2 separate regions of the Mus musculus genome follow, and region 1 is linked to region 2. The links are chromatin contacts, called in public promoter capture Hi-C maps. All regions are on one chromosome and are shown on one strand. Each heading gives the region's core, a stretch centred on a gene start, on an enhancer-like site or on the middle of the called end of the contact. The rest is flanking DNA. Distances are from core to core; before and after follow the strand shown.

The links. Promoter capture Hi-C pulls out the DNA fragments that hold promoters and counts their contacts.
Region 1: a promoter capture Hi-C map of liver shows a contact between it and region 2, with 5 times the contacts expected there. The contact joins the promoter of Ces2e here to the enhancer-like site in region 2. A contact is called at or near these places in 5 of 39 promoter capture datasets (the HPC-7 cell line, cranial neural crest, embryonic stem cells and 2 more), 2 of 115 datasets of contacts at active chromatin or transcription factors (embryonic stem cells and intestinal crypt epithelium) and 3 of 9 other capture datasets (adipose tissue, embryonic stem cells and liver).

What each region holds. Positions count from the first base shown.
Region 1 is chr8:104,924,886-104,927,959 of GRCm38.p6, reverse strand. Ces2e (carboxylesterase 2E) reads right to left here and starts at 1,700. Exons shown (of 12, transcript NM_172759.3): 1 at 1,564-1,700; 2 at 748-952. The coding sequence starts at 1,639.
Region 2 is chr8:104,768,974-104,771,827 of GRCm38.p6, reverse strand. It overlaps the pseudogene Gm6831. Among named protein-coding and RNA genes, the nearest start is that of 4932416K20Rik, 24 kb to the left of the region's middle. Within about 2 kb of position 1,252, at least 2 of the 459 cell types and tissues checked have an H3K27ac peak or open chromatin away from gene starts, as enhancers often do. A contact at or near this core is called in liver, where this site is marked.

The DNA of each region.
Region 1 (3,074 bases), core at 451-2,950, 160 kb before region 2:
TATTCCCTTAAGTTTCCCCCTTGTAGTCTATGGTAACATGGAGTTGTGACCCATAATAAACAGTTTCTGTCTTAACCTGCTTTTTACCAGGTATTTTATCACAGCTACAAGAAACAAAATGAAGATACCAAGATAATGTTGTGCAATACCTACACAGGCACTAAGGGGTGCAGTGGACAATGTCCCAAAAACAATGTCCCAAAGACCCATGGGATGTTCTTTACCCTACTTCCAGAAACTCTCAGGACCTCTACTTCACACGTAATCTTCAGAGGAAGGTTTTATATGTTTCTTTGGACAATGGCACTTGGCTCCTTTGGTTGTATGAGGAACTGTAGAGGCTGGAGTTGTGAAAGGACACATCACTGCTGCCCTCCTGAGAGACTTATAGTACATTATACTTGACTCTGGGCTCTTGCTGGTTAAGGTGTTTATACTGACCTTTGTCCATAGACCTCATTTATGGTGGCAGAGATCACTTGGCATATTCTGAATCTAGGAACCATTCATATCTGTTTCTCACTGCAAAACTGAGAGATAACGTATAGGAACTGATCTTTGACCCAGGAGACTGGCAAAGTTTTTTCTATTAGAAGCCTTAGCTATGTATCTAAAAATGCACAACGCACTGCACATCATAGACAGAAAACTTCTATGGGGTTGAGAAGAAGGAAGCATTTCATTTGCTCCCAGAGCTTAAAGCATGCTTTTACCCCCGGCCTGCAATTGTCTAGGTCCAAAACTTACATGTTTGGATGTGAGGTCCCATCCCTCACCCCACTCCATGGCTCAGGGGCCTCAGGAGGTGCAAAGCGCAGTGGTCCTACAGGAGGCTTGGCAAAGGGGATTCCCAGGAAGGTATGAACAGCGATGTCAGTGTCCTTCACGTGGACAAGGCTGCCTCTCACCTGGCCTGTGTGTGTGTTCCTGATGGGGCTGGCTGAGTCCTGACCTGTGGGTGGAGATGCCAACATGGTTAGTTTTGCCCAGGCAGTTGCCACTACATGGTTTATTCCCACCTTATTTTCACTAAGTGCCCATGGGGAAGGGAATTTGGGGTGTGTAGGCTCAGGTGTGGGATGTGCGAGTAGGAGCTTCTACATAACCCCCAAGCCAGGAACATTACTTATACTCCTTTTGAATGGTAGCAGGGCATGTCTCTAAGGAGGAGACATGCTCAGAGCCACTTGACAGCATGGATGTATTCTTTTCATCATCACCGAAAGGTCTGTAGCAGCCACAGTCACACAGGGAGAGAGGAAATGATACCTTTGCTCTCTTTCCTCTAACCTTCAGGTGCAGCACTTCTTAGCCCTTCTTCCACTGGAATGATTGTTTTTGGAAAGGGGTGTTCATAGGTATTGCTGACCCTCTATGTGCAGCAGGGTTCACTCTGTGGGCTTTGGTGAAGGCATTGGGAGGCACACATTTTCCACCCTTTTTATCTGCCATCTTTACCAGCTTTTCCCTCCCTGGTGACTTCCCTCCCACAAACGAACCTGCTGACTCCGAGGAACTGAGCAGCTCTGACCTGTTCCTCATTGCTCACTGAATGACTCTCACCTTGCACATGCAGAACGAGAAGCAGGACCCCACAGGCCACAGCATTCAGCCATCCAAGAAGTTTGTATAGTGGCATAGTCAGCTCTTAGATCTGAGTCTGTGTTGCTCCAGGATATCTGTGTGCTATGGACAGGAAATAAAAGATGTGGGTCTTGCCTAGGCAGGAATTTGGACCTAAAATAAAGTAGGCAGGAAATTCACTAGGGCGGGGCAAAGTTCGTATTGCCAAAGAAGAGCAGGCCAGCAGGAAGCCAAAGCAATCTCTATTCCTGCTCTTTGGCCTCCTAGAAAGGTATATCATGCCATCTGAAGTCCTTCTGTAACACAGGGAGTCCTATATTCAAGCCTAAGTCAATTCAAACCATGATCACTGTCCTTGTACTCATTGGGCAGATGTTAGTGTTGTTCTGGAGTTCAGAGAACAGGAATCTGTAACAGAGACAGCCTGGGGGGCTTCTTCAAGTAGGTATGTATTCAAGATAAGAGAGGGGAGGGGGAGGGAGGGGGAGAAGAGAGGGAAGGAGGGAGAGAATGTGTTCAGAATATGTCCATTACAGTGATCTTAGGGTCTATATGGACCCCTCCACATGTGTCCTGGCTATTTCACTGAAACACCACAATGTGGCACTTCGCAAGTCTCATTCCTTATTCACACCACCTCTGTAATATATGTTTCCTCTTTTAGCCAGCTCCTGCTGAGATCAACTTTCATAGTTCTTTATCTACTTAAGGAGCACTTTCCATTTTTTTCTATTTCTTTCTTTCTTGTGCATGTGTTTATATGCATGTGTGAATGCCATGCCACACATGTGAAATGCCTCTTCCGTCAGTCAGATCATTCCACCATGTGGATATAGGGGACCCATTTTAGGTCTCTGGCCTTTTGAAAATTCCTTGGCACATTGTGCCATCTCCTGGTCTTCACTTAGCAAACATTTACTCAGGTCCTGCTAGTCTAACACTGAACTCTCAGTGTCTGAGCTCTCAGAGTCTATGATAAAGCCAAAGGTACAGGTCTACACTAGGTGTGTAATAATCACAAAGAACCCTGGCAGAACACACCAAAGAGTACAGGACTAGGAGCTCCCACAATGCCCAACGGATCTCCTAGAGGGCATGATACAGGGATCAAAGTAAGCCTGAAGTCTGAGAATTTGCCTTCACTCTGTATTTCCAGATCCTGATAATTTATGGGCCTAGCACTGCGGGCGGAGCTACATCCTTAAGGCTTCTCTGTCTCTGCAAGCATGATACAGCCAAGCCTTTCCCTACCAACACTGGCTATTGTTTCAATGTAGTGGCTGCAATGCACTCCTGACCAGTCTGCTGTCCCAGCCCTCACTGGCTGCTCCTCTCCCTCCTCTCAGTTCCTTGAGCAAAGAAACTGATGCGCTGTAGGGCTACGAGGTCGTCTTCAGTTCCTTCTTTCTCAGGGTCAAGGAATCAGCATCTTCAAGTTTTCAGGGCTTCCTGGTGCTTCCTCTTAATACAAGACTTTCTCAGCTCTACTG
Region 2 (2,854 bases), core at 3-2,502:
CCAGATGCCCCTCAACAGAGGAATGGATACAGAAAATGTGGTACATCTACACAATGGAGTACTACTCAGCTATTAAAAAGTATGAATTTATGAAATTCCTAGCCAAATGGATGGACCTGGAGGGCATCATCCTGAGTGAGGTAACCCAATCACAAAGGAACTCACACAATATGTACTCACTGATAAGTGGATATTAGCCCAAAACCTAGGATACTCAAGATATAAGGTACAATTTCCTAAACACATGAAACTCAAGAAAAATGAAGACTGAAGTGTGGACACTATGCCCCTCCTTAGAAGTGGGAACAAAACACCCATGGAAGGAGTTACAGAGACAAAGTTTGGAGCTGAGATGAAAGGATGGACCATGTAGAGACTGCCATATCCAGGGATCCACCCCATAATCAACATCCAAACGCTGACACCATTGCATACACTAGCAAGATTTTATCGAAAGGACCCAGATATAGCTGTCTCTTGTGAGACTATGCCGGGGCCTAGCAAACACAGAAGTGGATGCTCACAGTCAGCTAATGGATGGATCACAGGGCTCCCAATGGAGGAGCTAGAGAAAGTACCCAAGGAGCTAAAGGGATCTGCAACCCTATAGGTGGAACAACATTATGAACTAACCAGTACCCCGGAGCTCTTGACTCTAGCTGCATATGTATCAAAAGATGGCCTAGTCAGCCATCACTGGAAAGAGAGGCCCATTGGACTTGCAAACTGTATATGCCCCAGTACAGGGGAACGCCAGGGCCAAAAAGGGGGAGTGGGTGGGCAGGGGAGTGGGGGTGGGTGGGTATGGGGGACTTTTGGTATAGCATTGGAAATGTAAATGAGCTAAATACCTAATAAAAAAATGGAAAAAAAATAGTTTCTGTGTCATTAGTGGGAGCTGGAACCTCAAGGCAGTCCGATGTCCGTCATCTCTACCTGTTCCTCCTCCCTCCCTGGTTCCTTTCATTCCCACTCTCAGCCTCTGATTCTTCAGAACTGGGGCAGCTCTGACCCTGGTCCCCTGTGCTAATTTAGATAGTCTCATCATTCATATGCTGGAGGAGAAGCAGGAGCCCACAGGCGACAACACACAGCCAACCAAGAAGTCTAGCCAATGGCGTGGTTGAATCTCAGGCCTAAACCTGTGCTGCTGCACATGAGAGTCTCACAGCAGGAAACAGAACAGATCGGCCTGGCCCAAGCAAGAAGTTGTACCTTTGGTGGGGGGGTAGGTGTGGAAATTTGGTTGGATGGGGCAAAGTTCTTATTGCAGAAGAACTGATAAGGTAATAGCCACAGGAAGCCAACAGCCAGCAGTCAGGACAAAGCCACTTCTGCAGTTTCTGCTCCTTCCCTGGCCTCTTGGACAGGCACAACATCCCATCTGAAGTCCTTCTTCAATACCAGGATCCCTGTGCTCCAACCCAGATCCATTTCTTCCTCTCTTTCCCCCCAGAAAGGAGCTAGCCTCCCAGGGATATCTTCTGATCATGGCTTAACAAGTTACAATAAGATCAGGTACAAATCCTCAGTCCCAAGGCAACCCTGTAGGATGGAGAGGGTCTCAAGAGTAGGCAAGGGAATCAGAGGCATCCCACTCCCACTGTTAGGAGTCCCAGAAGACCACTAAGCTACCCAACCATAACATTACGCAGAGGACCTAGCACAGCCCTATGCAAGCTCCATGGTTGCTGGTGCTTCAGTCTCTGAACCAATATGAGCCCTACTTAGATGATTCTGTGGGCTGTGTTATGGTGTCCTTGACCTCTCCTACAATTCTGCCACTCCCCCTCTTCATGGAGTACCCAAGCTCCGCCTAATATTTGGCTATGAGTGTCTGGAACTGCTCCCACCAGAGGCTGACAGGTGCCTCTCTGATGATAACTGGATTAGGCATAGATCTGTGAGCATAGTAGAATGTCATTAGGAATCATTTCATTAAACTTTTTTTGGCAAGTTGTGTTTGGTTCTATCTTAGATCTTCAGGCTATCCAGCCTCTGGTTTCTGGCCGTCCAGGCAATGTAGAATGTGGGCTCCTTCTTATGACATGGGCCTCAAGTTGACCATTACCTCATTAGTTGACCATGACCTCATTAGTTGACCATTCCACGTGTTCTGCACCACCATTATCCCAGAATATGTTGCAGGCAGGAAAAACTGTAGGTCAATATGGCAGTTTCTCACAACATTTGGAATTGATTTACCTCAAAACCCAGCTATACAACTCCTGTGCATATACCTAAAGGATGTTCCATCATACCATAATGACACTTGTTCAACTATGTTCATAGCAGCTTTATTCATAATACCCAGAAATTGGAAACAAGCTAGATGCCCCTCAACTGTAGAATGGATAAAGAAAATTGGTACATTTACACAGTGGAGTACTACTTAGCTGTTAGAAGAAAAAAAAAAATGACACCATGAAATTTGCAGTCAAATGGATGGAACTAGAAAAAAAAATCGTCCTGAGTGAGGTAACGCAGATCCAGAGAGACAAACATGTACTCACTTATGAGTGGCTATTAGCTGTTAAGTAAAGAATAATCACACTACAATCCACAGACTCAGGGAAACTAAGTAACAAGGAGGTCTCAAGGGAAGACACATGGATCTCCCAGGGAAGGATAAATAAACAGATTTGATGGGAGTGTGGGGGAATGGAAACAAGAGGACTCAGGTTCGGGGGAAGGATGGAGTACTGGGAGAGATAACTGCAATTTGGGGGCATTTGGGAGGGTGATGTGGAAAGCTAGTGCAGTAGAAACTCCCTGGAATCCACTAGCGTAACCCTGGGGAAGACTCCTAGTAACAGAGGATGTGGAGCATGAAGTAGCCATGTTCTGTAACCAG